Linked DNA regions of Mus musculus: all the other regions are linked to region 3. Evidence: chromatin contacts called from public promoter capture Hi-C data. All regions are on one chromosome and are shown on one strand. The core of a region is the stretch at or near the end of the contact, and the rest is flanking DNA. Distances in the headings are between cores, read along the strand shown.

Region 1 (4,479 bases), core at 1,822-4,321, 990 kb before region 3:
GCTCATAGGTTATGTTAAGAACAACCTTGAAATAAAGCAGCATATACATTAATTTCAATGGTTTATAAATGACCACAAACTCTTCATATCAAAAATACATCATCTAACTATGTGTGTAGCAGGTGTTATAGTTTGGCTCTGCCCCTCAAAGACCCATGTGTTGGAAGCTTGGTCTCTCTCCAAGTGGTGATGTTTGGGGGAAGGGAGCCCTCTAAGATACAAAGCTTAGTGGTAGATGTCTAATCCCTAGGACAATGTCTTCAAAGGCACTGTGGGATCCCAGTCTCTCTTATCTGGTATCTGGCAAAATAAATTTGTCCTCCTGTTAGCTCCTATCACTCTGGTACCATTTGCCATAAGACCAAAGACAACCAACACCAGCACTATGTCCTTGAGCCTCCATAACTAAGCTAAAAGCAAAACATCAAAAGCCCTTTTGGTTTTATTTAGGGCTTTTGTTTTGTTTGATTTGGTTTTTTTAATAAGTTATATATTTTTATTTTATTTGTATAGATGCTTTGCCTGCATGCGTGTCTGTGCACCGTGTGTGTAGTGCCTAAGAGGAAAACAGGGTGCTGCTTCCCTGGAAGTGAAGATACATGTTGAAGGCTAGGCTGATCTAAGGCTTTCCCTGAGGCCCTGATGTATAGCAAAAACATTCTTCTAAACTGTCTCTAACCCTTGAGCCTGCTTGGCAGAGTCAGTATGGCCTGGAGCCAGGACCTTGGGACAGCTACAGATTCTGATCTTTGAGAACCCAACACTTCCCACCCTAAGGGGCTACGTTGTGTGTCCCAACCCCATCCTCTGACACCCTTGAGATATCCAGTACCCTCCCCCCTTGTGTAGAACTGCTTGAATCACTTCCTGCTGACTTATTCCCACAGTATAGCAGACTTTTACTGACTCAGTACCATTTTTCCCATAAAACTACACACTAGACACTGTATATCTATCGTAAGCTTGCTTGACATAAGACATAGCTTATGCAAGCCCCCTGATCCCTACTTTTCTATCTTCTTTATCTTCTCATCCCCTCAGCAGCCTGTCACTGGAGAATGACCTGCTGGTCTAGGTCAGCTATAGATGGTTATAAACTGCCATTTGGGGACGTTGGGAATCCAACCTGGATCTTCTACAAGAGCAGTCACTGCTCTTAACCACTGAGCCATCCTTCCCGTCCTTGGTTTTGGGTTTCTTAAGACAGTCTCGCTACTTAAGAAGCACAGGCTGACTTTAATTTGAGGTAAGCCCTTTCTGCCTCAGCCTCCAAAGTGCTGGGATTACAGGAATGAAGTGCTACGCCTAGCCTCATATAGCCTGGCATAGATTTCATGTATTTATATGTAGTAGCCTGCCTTGGGCATTGCAATGTAATAACAGAAAATGGACTAATACAATCAGTAAAACTTTCTGGCTAAATATTATAGTAAAAATATAATCAAAAGAAGACAAACCTGTTCTTCAGACTCTTCCCCACTCTTGCTCAGGGTAGTTACATTGATTTGGATGCCATTCTACAAAACAAAGGTATAGGTTGGACAGATACTCACTTTACATATTGAAAATAAACTGACTGTGCGGGCAAGTTCAAATATTTCTTGGATTCAGAAGAGATGATGAAGAATCTCCAAAATTCTAAAAGAGAGGAAATAAGTCCATATCTCTATAACTTTACAATCACCCAGTATTTATTTGGTTTCCGGGTGCTTGTCCGCACAGTTGCTATTTTACCCAGAAGAAATTGCGGCTCAACTACAATTTCATATACAAGTGTGCTTGAGAGTTGCAAGGTTGTTGCTACTGCTTTGTGATTTCTGTATTCAAAAGAAGAGTTCTAGCATAATTCTAAAACATTATAAGCAGAATAAAGAGCTGGAGATGGCTCAAGAGTTATAAAAGCACTTGTTGCAAAACAGGACCATGGGAAACACTGAATCCACAAGGTTATCCTGTGACCTCCATTGGTGTAAGTTCCCGATCCAACACCACATATACACAACAAGTAAAGTTTTAAACATAAAAAGTGACATTTATCATGACAGTCACTTCTGTCTTTAGTGTGTTCCTACCACATAAGTTTCTTGTCATTTGGGGAAAACTCGAATTTTATAATCTCTAAACTTTCTCCTACTATACTGAAGAAGGCCAATGTGGCAACAAGAGTAAATCATGGGCTGGCATTTTGCAATGGCAGGGTTCTCACAGTAAGCCAGGAATCTGAAAGACTTGTGACCTTAGAGCGGTTGAATCTCGTTCCCCTGGGATGTTGAAGAAACTCATCTCCGACCCATCACGCAGGAAAGGACTGCTCCTCCCACCCACCCCACCCCCACGACCACACACACACACACACACACACACACACACACACACACACAAACACACATCCAATAAAAAGCCCATCCGGGAAGCGATAGACCTTCAGCCTCCCTCAGTCGCTAGCCCGAGTGGCCCCGAGACCAAGAAAGGCACTCCCTCCTGGTCGCGGCCGAGCAGACACAGGTGGCCTGGAAAATTGCTAATTGGGCAACACAAACATCTTCAGGGCCCAGGACCGGGCGCTAACCCAGGAAGGAGCCATTACAAACGACCGAAGTCACTAGCGATCACGCATTTTCGACAGCAAAACCTGGCAGGATCCGAACCGATTCGAGAGGCGCTAGGAAACTCAAGTTCGATGGCCGCAGTCTTGACCACACTTTCAAGGACGCCTGCACGCCTTCCTTGCGTTCCCTTTCGGGGGACCCACCCCACCCGGCATCCGGGAAAGCCCCCCCTTTCTCTCCCGGCGGCCAGACCCGGTCCAGCCCCGCACTCTCGGCTGTCCACCTGCGGGAGGGGGCAGCGTCACCCCGCCCGGGCTCCCGGAGGTCCAGGCAGAGGAGCGGCTTGTTGCGGACGCCCAGCCCTACCTGCGGGGCTGTGGACGGCGGCCTGGGCGCGTTGGTGGTCAGCCATCCCGCGGCTGGCAGCGCTATGAACAGCAACAACCGGACGGACAGCGGCGCCGACAGGCCGCCCTCCATCTTGGACAACACCGGCCCGGCGCGGCGGGAGGTGAGGGCGTGGCGGTCCGGGGCGGGGCGGGGCCTAGGGGAGGGGAGGGGCTGGGGGGCGGGACCGACCCCTCCCAAATGGGGCGGGTCGACCGAGCTGCTGGGGCTGCGCAGGCCTTTGACGTCTATGGGCGGAGCCAACTTTGTGAGCGTCCTCCGGGAGTTTGAGATGAGAAAGGGGTTTTCTCCAAACAAGTGCAATTCTTTACGAAGCCTTTACTTTTGGAGTGTGATTTTGTTTTCTCTTTCGAAACAGGATCTCGAAACAGTAGCCTAGGCTAGCTTTGAACTACTTACTGATCCTGCTGGAATTACAGAAGTGTGCCACCCTCTCACCTCAACCTTGATGGTACTTTTTCATTAGTATCAATATGTCGATATACTTACAAAAAAATGAAACAACTAGTGTCTTATAAAATGTCAGGAATGATAAATAAAAATTTAGCACTTGGAGAGGTACCCGCTTTTTCACTGGCTCTCACTATGCAGCTCCAGAACCCTCTATCTACACCAAGCTGACATTCAACTTGTGACAATTCTCCTGCCTCTGCCTCCTGAGTGTTGAGATTACAGGCAAACACCACCATTCCTACTGACTCATAAATTGCCACCTCTGGCTACAGGTGAGACTTTTGTTTGTTTGTTTTGTTTTTGTTTTTCGAGACAGGGTTTCTCTGTATAGCCCTGGCTGTCCTGGAACTCACTTTGTAGAGCAGGCTGGCCTCGAACTCAGAAATCCACCTGCCTCTGCCTCCCACGTGCTGGGATTAAAGGCGTGCGCCACCACTGCCCGGCCAGGTGAGACTTTAAAAAGTTTATGAAGTACTGGGCCTCCGTACAGCCCCAAGTATCTGATTCGATTAGATTGCACTAGAGCTGGGAAAGTGATAATTTGTCATGGGTCAGGGCTGAGGACCTGGCCCTTACCTTAAATGTCCCACTGTACTTTTGGCGTCGAGAGAAAATGCCACCAAATGAAGCCCGGTTCACATGTCTCCACATTCTGCTCCATTACTTTCCTAACCTATGAAATGAAGGTGTAGACCTTTCTTTAACCTGTTAATTTTTAAAATTTTATGTAAATGAGTTGTAAACCACCATGTGGGTGCTGAGAATCAAACCCCAGTCCTTTGTAAGAGCAATAAGGGGCCTTAACCGCTGAGCCGCCTTTCCAAACCCTTTTTCTAACCCTTTAGCTTGTATTTATTGTGGAGCAAGGTGTCATGTGGACGTGAGAGGACAACATCCGGGGGCCAGTTCTCCGCTTCTGCCATGTGGCTTACGGGGATCCAACTCAGGTCGTGAGGCCAGCTGGAAAACAATTCTGTCCTAATCGCACTGAACTTCAGGGAGGGGCTGGAGCATATTGGCTGGGGAAGAGTAGGAGACCGGACCCCAGCCAGGAGGTTACTGAGAAGCC
Region 2 (4,288 bases), core at 1,684-4,183, 540 kb before region 3:
GCCCCTCCCCCATCCATCTGCATGAATATGGATTTCCTCAGGGTTTGCATTTCTGTGGTGGTTGATGTTGCTCTCTAAGCAAAGTTTGGTGCCCACACTGCAAGTGGAAATTTGGGGCTTGAATTTCTCTCAAGGGCTAGAATTATTAAGGAGAAATTCTGAGCCAGTTTGAAACATGCAGCCCGAAAAGTGGGTGAGAGAGCACAAAAGATTAGATTTCAGAAAACCAGGACTTTGAGTGTTTAAAATGCCCCATAAATCCTTCTGAAGATGTGTTCTCTAACTGACTACCTCACATGAGCATGAAGAATCCTTGATGGAGAACATTAAAGAGGCAGAGGCTACCATGACAGCGTCATTTGTCACATATTCTCCAAGTCACCGTTAATTCAGCCTTAGCAATGACTAGTAAAACATGGTTAAGCATTAGGCACCATGTCATACCACTGGCTTGCTTGCTCCATTTCACAGATGTGTGGAAATAATGTCTGGCTTCAATTTGTATCTGAGATCGGGGGTACATGTATTTTTTACTCTAGGTTTATTTTTAAAATAAACAAGAGCAAATGGGGATCTGCCATGGGATGTGGTCAGTCAACTTCATGTGACCTCAGAATTTGTATTAGAAAATAACTCCAGTTACTACTTTCAAAGGTGAGTTTCAAAATAACACAAGAGGAAAAGAATTCCTTACCAAGTCTAACCAAGGAGCCAAGATGCTCAAATCAGGAGGCATCAAATGGGTAATCTACTACCAACATAAGGTCATTATTGCCACCATTCCTTCTGACATCTCTGAGGTTATCTGTTCTGTTTGTTCATAGGAAACAGATGCTCAGAGACACTAAGGAATTTGCCCAAGGTTAAACAGCTGCTAAGAACTGGGAGAGAGCACAGCCCAGACTGATGACTTGAGTCCACCTCCTGGGATCTATGTAATGGAGGGAGAGAACTGACTTCACTAGTTGACTTCTGGCTTCCACACATGTACCAGAATGAGTACATGTGCACACAGATGCTAAATGAATGAATAAAGGAGTAATGTAACTAAAAATAAAAATTAGGAAGAATTAGAAACCATAGGTTAAAATCTTAGTACACTGGCTATGGAGCCTGTGTCTGATCTCTGTATCTACAAATCCAAGGCTAGGAGAAGAAAGTTCAGAGATAGAAGTAGTACTTTATGAAAGATATCTTTAGTTTCCCAATAGAGTGTCAAAGTCAAGGTCAAATGAACCAGAGTTCCAGAGAATCAGCTACTGCAAGGCCAACTGAAGGGTGTGTTAGCCCTGGCTTTGTCAGAGGCTGTAGGAGGGTTAATAGAGGTTGGCTTGAACGACTAACAGACTGCTCTGGGATAGCCTATGCTAACAGATAACATGCATATTGCCAACCAAGAGGGGTCTTTGAGTAGACTTGATTACCCATGAATTCTGCTCTCCCCTCCCCCAAACAGGACTCTGATCCATAAATAGTGTTGTGAAGATGTACTCCAGACCCTTGTATTATAGATGCACTAAAGCTATGCATGGATTTGAGAAAAAAAAATCTCTATCACATAATTCTTGACAGTGGCCTGGAGGAAATAAGAGTTGTTGACAGCCACATGCCTAGCAATCTGGCATCTGTGTTTTCTATGGAGAGCAGGGAACGATTCCAGAAAGTTCTTGAGCAGATTTCTGAGAACATTCATTTTTCTTTCAAGGTATAATCAAAAGATTGTAAGCTTCCCAGCCTGGGTGACTGCAAAGGGATGGGCCGGAAGGACATCTGCACCTCCTTAAATGAAAGCATGAAGTCTCAGAAGGTAACCACGGAGAAGAAGCTGGGATGGAGTCCCTCCACTCCCAAGATCCCACTCTATTCTCCCAGGGATTGCTAGCTTTGTGAAGTAAGACACTGTGAGATTTCCTAGTACTTCCTGGTCCCCTCCCAGGGCACACAGCCAATCAGAGGAGAAGTCAGTGTCCCCAGGTTCCTCCTGGTATCCACATGTACTTCTGAGTAAGTGTTCTGTTTGCCATTCTTGTGTCTAGAATTCTAGAATGTTGGGATATTATGGCTCCCCCTGCCCTCAGGGATTGTCGGCTGATATCTGTCTATGAGAGCAAAGAGAAAAGAGTCAACAGATGAGGGCTGTGTTTGGAAGCCCTGTGAGTAGGTATGGTGAAGAAGAGACACCGGGACCAGCTGCAGGGAGACAAATTCACTTTATTTGGGTTTTTAAGGCTTATATAACTTGGGGGGTTTGGAGGTGGTGGGGGTAGAAATATCCAGGATGGGCAAAGACTTAGGCTATAAGCATTAGCATGGCAAAGCATTTCAGGAATCTCAGGTGCTAGCTGAATGGATTCTTACTGGGAGAAAAGAAGTTGAACCTGTAATTTAACTAAGGTTATGTGCCATTCTGCATGTAGAGGCAATGTGGGGACTTTTTGAACTCCCCAGTAAAGGTCAATGAAGTGTGTCCTCCAGATAGCACTGAGCTCTGGAAGGCTAGCTATCCAGACAATGGCAGACTTCCCCCTTAATTAGCAGGGTTTTCTCACAGGATATCACAGATGTAAAAGCCCCATCTGCTCAGAGACAACCTGCTACTCTAAAGTATGCCTGTGAACCAGTGATCCCCTTTTCCTTGGTTCTCACTACTTCTTTAGCAAGGAGTAAAATTTACCCAAAACAAACAAACAAACAAACAAACAGAAAACAACAAAAATGGAAAATAATCTAGGAGGACCTTCTAAACCAGTTTCAGAAGAAATAACAAAGTTCAAAATAGGCCCTAAGTGGTAGCCCCACGAGAGCCTGTACTCCCCGCTGCCACAGTCCTGGGTCTTAGCTTCAGCTCTTCTAAATCTCTCTGAATAGGAAACCAGCACAAGGTGGTAAACACAGTGCCAGGAGAGTCACGTTCGTAATGATGATAAAAAGTCCATACCGACTTTGACACACAGCTGAGACACTGTTTATTGAGGCAGTGTGAACTCAGGATGGGGGCAGATACTTTCCAATTTCTGGAACAAAACATTGAGCCTTTGATGTTGGCATATTGGCTTCTTTCTTTGGGGTGAATTCTGGGTAGGTTTTGTTTTGCTTGTTCGATTTTTCTGCAAGCGTTTTGTGCTTCAGATTAATATGACAACCGAAGTTTGTGTTATTGGAAGAGATTCTGGCTCTCTGTGCCCAGCATTTGACTACTGAGTATATCATTAAGTGAATTTGAAAGTGACTTGGACCTTTTTTTGTTTTAAAGGAACTCTCCAGATGTGCTTCTGCCTTCTTGAGGCCTGACCTTCCTGTCTCTGATGGCATTAAGCTGACGCCACAGGCATGCAGAAGTTGTCAGTAAACCAATGAAACCCTAGGTGGAACGAGACATGGAGGGCACCGGTCACATTAGATATTAAGTTCAGCCTGTGGGTGTGGATGCCTGAGTAACTTTCCCACTGACCCTCATCACCTTTTAAAAGCAAACTGTTGAAAGGTGAGAGAGAGATGGCAGATGATGTAAAAACCATTATACCATGTTCACGTCATGTGGATCCTATACCTCTGTATTGATGCTAAAGACTGAGAACGAATGGGAACTGTAGACCCCATCCCACCCCTACAGCCACAAACACAACAGAAGTCAGGTTACTTACAAGACAATTCAGTTCTGAGATGAAACAACACGGATGGCATTTTACAACAATTCACTATTCCTTGAAGATTAAGAGCTGGTAGAAATTTTAGGCTGAGCAGAAGGATCTGTTTAGCAGAAACTTCACAAATCTGATTTATGTTTTATGAGGAATTAAATTACAGGGCTTTTTTTTTTTCCTTTTTAAAACTCTGGACCATTAAAACCAACCATTCAGCCAAAAATGTATTTGGGATTTAACATTTTCTTTTGGAAAAACATTTTTAAAAGTGATGAATTCCAGGCACTAAAGGGCTGTGAAACTCTATTTTAACAATATGATGGGGCCTACCTTCAACCAAAGCAAAGTTAATAATAATATGGTCTAAGATCAAGGCTAATAGCACATGGGGCTCAGTATCTACTTATAGACACTCTGGGAGTTGTGCGGTCTTTGGTGATAGCCATTGGGGCTGATTCTGAGTTGGTAAGCTAATCTTCCATGATCGATGCCAGAAACCAACTCACATGCCCTACTATACTTAGGAAACAATATCCTATGCTATAATGTGGAAATCTAGAAGTGTGGGTGAGCCAAGAAATCACCCTGAACAAACACAAGATTTCATCACCACGTGGAGTGTCAGGACTCTGTTCTGGCTCTAA
Region 3 (4,468 bases), core at 1,844-4,343:
AAGAACTGGGACGGGGCAGGGAGAGCTACTGTTACACAAACGTAACACTCCTGACATCAGCTCCAGTACAAAATGTGACTAGAGTCACCCCAGTGCGATCAGGTTGGGAAAACATGTATGATGGCTAATTAAAATCCAAGATGTGACAAGTAGAGGGGGGGAAAGTGGGTAGCAAAAGGGAACACACGAACTTTGGAAAAATGGAAGCAAGTTTTTGATCTTATATCTTCACTAGGGAAAAAATATACATGCATGCGTGCACGCGCGCACACACACACACACACACACACACACACACACATGAGCCATATGGAAATTGCAGTTGCTTCACTGTGTGAACTAGTTTAAGGGGCTGGAGTAAATGCACTTACTTCTCCTGAAGAGAACTCAGGTTTAGTTCCCAGCACCCACGCAGCAGCTTGCAACTGTCTGTACTTCTAATTTCATGGGCTCTGAGGCCCTCTGCTGGCCTCCCTGGGTACCAGGCACACACAGGGCACAGACTTTCGCGCAGACAAGCACTTGAACACATACATTTAAAAAAATTTTTTTTAAATAATGTAAGTCATGAATTTAATTAAATGAAACCTCAAAGATGGCACACACAGATGATACAACTTTAAAGAAACAGACATAAATAAATAAATAAATAAAAAGCCAAAACCAGGTACAGAGTCAACTTGTTAGGAAGAGGGGACCAAGAACACCGTGTACCTCCAGAAGTCAAAATACAAAGAGCTCCATGCCATGTAAGTCATTTTTCTCCCACTATGCCTGATTGAAAATATCCAGCTCTTCACCTTGAACCCTGCCACCCCGCTTACCTGACACCCACTTCTCTTTTTTCACCTGGAGAACCATCTGGTATCAGGCACCATCCTTGGGAAAGCCTCTGAGGGCGGGGAAGGGGGTGGCAGGAGGGGAGGGGGCAGAGGGAGGGGATGGACTTCCATTGTGCCTGGCACCTCTCCATCTGTCTGATGGATCATCCCAACCACAAACTCACTGGGAATAAAGAACTGGTCCATGGCACAGCCTCGATAAATGTTTGCCCAATGGGTGATTAGAGGAATGCCCAAGATGGCATTACTTCATCTACACACTGGATCAAATGGGCAACAGGGCAGGAGATGAATCACGTAGTTTTCGGAACCAATTATGCAATGCTCTTTGCTTTATACAACTAACAGTACACCATCAGGACCACCGGAGGGCGTGGTGTGACGCAGAGAAGGGAAAGTGGGGCTCAGAAGAGGACAGAGGAATATTTTCAGTGGCTATTATTCTGTACAACTAGGATTTGGCTGTACTAAATACCGCTTTCCCATTCAAAACCCTGGGTTCAACCTCCAGGACCCACATGGTTTTATTTATTTATTTTTGCTTTCCAAATGAGTGTCATTGTCTGCTGCTGACTGTAGTTCTGAGAGTTTTGGTATAATGGGTAATTATGATGACAGAGTTCAAACACACCATAAACAAGCGATGGGCGGCCTGTGCCTTCAATGAACTGGCTCTGCACCCAGCTTCTTAGATCCTGACTCTGAATTCTGTTCATGAACCACAAGAAGGCCTTGTGGCCCAATAAACAAGGCTTGGCACTGGGGCAAATGACTTAATGAAGGGCAGAGATGTGACGAATCAATAACACAGGACAATGAAGGACATCCTCTTTATCTTCAAACTCCCTGAAGTCTCTCCCTCCAGCGGAGAGAGGAAGGGCTACTGCAAATCCAAATGCCAAACCCTGACCCATATTCGATTTTATCTGCACTTGGATATAACCAGCTAGTGGAATTAATGTGGTATATCTCAACTGGTAGCTGTACATTAGGCTGGACAAATGAAGCTTCATTTGTATAGGTCAAAAGCTATCTTTATCTCTAATGTTATAGATTTATTTCAACCTGATAAAAAAGAAACAAAAGACCAAAGTGTATTAAAAGGCTATCTTAAGTTTAAAAAGATCTCTTTAGAAATAGACACCATCAGAATATGTCATACTTGGGCACTCTGTCAGTATTTGTTTGTATTCACGTGGCCCTTGATACACTGAGGCGGGTCCCCACAAACAATTGGAAACAAAGGTGTCCCTGGTTCATTTGCAGAGAACCCAACTTGCAGTTATGATTCCTGGGCCTCGGATGAGGATTCCCTCCACTTCTGAGAGAGCCAGACCATATACTAAATCCACCCGCCTGGAAGACCATCCCCACGTAGATACCTGCTTCCTCCTTTCTTACACGTGGGGCTGCACTCACACCTAGCCTGAATCCATTTACAGGCAGTCAGCTGCATGTGCATTTGAGAAGAGCAGAGTAGAGTCCGAGAGCATTGGTGAGTTTTCCCAACTGGGCTACTGACATGTACACACAGAGGCATGGACATAAATAGCACTTGTGAGGACTCAAACATTTCAATGATGGCAGTGGACAGAAAGGACGGGTGATCTTCCCACAGAGTAACTAAAGGTGACGACACCCATCAGGATTGATTGCTCTGTGCCGTTAACACTCACGGGGCACACTGGGTTGGCTGATCTAGGGAAGAAACTGAAGGACAAAGATGGCTGCTCTGCCCCAGAGGCAGAGCTGACAGGGTAGTGGAATCCAGACCTCACGCCTGACTCATGTCTCCGCTTCTCCAGCCCTGTTCCTACCCACACTGGGTGAATGCTGGCTTCCAGGTCTGCAGAGGCTAGTACCTCCTTCTTGTCTAACTTGATTTCTTCATGGTGATCTTAAGGGACTCGTGAAACACATGCCTCAGACTTTGGCCCTGGTCCCAGGGAGAAGGCTGGGAATGGGAGGGGACAGTGCTGAGCAAAGACCAGGAAGTGGAGAAATGAACAACAGGAAGTCACCTCAGCAGACCCCACCACCACCTTTAAACCACTTGCAATTTGGGGCAAATTCTTAATTCTCACAACCCCTCTCACTGTGGGGCTAGGAAGACAGGTCAGCCAGTAACTATAAGTCTCACACAAACCTGAGGCTCTGAGTTCAATGTTCATGGCCTACAAAACAAACAAACAAGAACAAACCAGGCAGAGGTGGCAAGCAGCAAGATGGGAGGCAGAGATGGGAGAATGACCTGGAAGCGCTGTGGCCAGCTAGCCTGGAGCTACACAGTGTAGCAGCACAGATAAGAGAGACATTGCTCACAAGGGAAAGGTCAAGAATCAATTTCCTAACATGTGCATATCCACCAAGCACTGTATACATTTGTTTTCTCTCTCTCTCTCTCTCTCTCTCTCTCTCTCTCTCTCTCTCTCTCTCTCTCACACACACACACACACACACACACACACACACACACACACACACACACATTCAGAGACATTTGGAAAGGGCTAATTATCGAGGTCCAGTGGAACTCATCCAGGTGTGCAGAACTGCTAAGCTGGGAACAGTGCGCATGGTAGCGTGTTTGTCTAGTGCGTGTAAGGCCCACGGCTCAATCCCCAGCACTTAAAGAACGGGGGGTGCCTACCTGAGTTGGGATATAAGTGCCCTCTGATAACTATTGCTGGGACGCCTTTCTCTTTCTTCCTGTTCACCTTACAAGGGAACTGGGCCCACTCATGTTTTGCGTGTGAAATTGAGAACTGAAGCATAGGTCCAGTTACCTCATGGTCAAGTGCAGCTAGGATAGCATTAAAGCTTCAACCTTAGAGCCGTTTCCTAGCCACAAGGAAAAAACCATCTTGCTAATTTGAACCTATCTGGGATGAAGCTGAGGTACACAAAAGTTCCTGTAGCAGAAAGTACAAAGGCAAACAGGGGAGATTATAGAAAACCCACACTCACTCAGTCGCCCGAGTTAGTTTACTCCTGGAATCTAGCCTCTCGTAGATGCCCTCCTCTTAGAGCAAAACAATATAAGAGAAGACAGTGGAAACAAGGCCAGCCGTTTTCTTGGAGGAAATGGGTCCTGGATTGGCAGCTCTAATGCTGTCATATTTATGCATCATTTATGTGCCCAATAAATATTCATTACCATCCAAATTGGTAAAAATGTAAAAACCATATATTTTTCAACCAAGGATTATTTACAGGTGGGGCATTTTGAAAATTCACATGCTGTCAAGTCTTATTTCCCCAAATGATGATGCCAATTTGGTTCATGATTTTCTTTGAACATTTTTGAATATGAAAATTACATTTCTGACAAATGTTAACTTATAGATATTAGTTCTCTATGCTAAAATAAGCATATTCAATAAACACATTAAAAGTAGCCCAGTTAGAAGTTGGGCATAAGGGCACACAGCTGTTATCAAAGATACTTGGGAGCTGAGGCAGGAGGATTGCTTGATCTCAGGAAGTCAGCATATACCAGGGCAACATAGATCCCCATCTCAGAAAAGAAAAAATAAACTAATAAGAAGAGGAAGAGGAGGAGAAAAGATTCAATGCAGAATGGCAGACTCTAGACTCTAAGAGGCTCATCGTATATGCATAAATGA

What was found. Promoter capture Hi-C pulls out the DNA fragments that hold promoters and counts their contacts.
Region 1: a promoter capture Hi-C map of liver shows a contact between it and region 3, with 2.3 times the contacts expected there. The contact joins the promoter of Ginm1 here to the enhancer-like site in region 3.
Region 2: a contact with region 3 is called in a promoter capture Hi-C map of liver, with 2.1 times the contacts expected there. The contact joins two enhancer-like sites. A contact is called at or near these places in 2 of 39 promoter capture datasets (liver and stem cell-derived epiblast-like cells).

What each region holds. Positions count from the first base shown.
Region 1 is chr10:7,777,846-7,782,324 of GRCm38.p6, forward strand. It overlaps Ginm1 (glycoprotein integral membrane 1), which reads right to left and starts at 3,072. Exons shown (of 8, transcript NM_001346750.1): 1 at 2,916-3,072; 2 at 1,458-1,517; 3 at 1-25. The coding sequence starts at 3,029.
Region 2 is chr10:8,228,533-8,232,820 of GRCm38.p6, forward strand. All of the region lies in intron 7 of Ust (uronyl-2-sulfotransferase), which reads right to left. 4930573G07Rik (a long non-coding RNA gene) reads left to right here. Exons shown (of 3, transcript XR_003948827.1): 2 at 1,706-1,807. Among named protein-coding and RNA genes, the nearest start is that of 4930573G07Rik, 21 kb to the left of the region's middle. Within about 2 kb of position 2,934, at least 9 of the 459 cell types and tissues checked have an H3K27ac peak or open chromatin away from gene starts, as enhancers often do. A contact at or near this core is called in liver, where this site is marked.
Region 3 is chr10:8,769,893-8,774,360 of GRCm38.p6, forward strand. All of the region lies in intron 8 of Sash1 (SAM and SH3 domain containing 1), which reads right to left. Among named protein-coding and RNA genes, the nearest start is that of Gm25410, 52 kb to the right of the region's middle. Within about 2 kb of position 3,094, at least 70 of the 459 cell types and tissues checked have an H3K27ac peak or open chromatin away from gene starts, as enhancers often do. A contact at or near this core is called in liver, where this site is marked.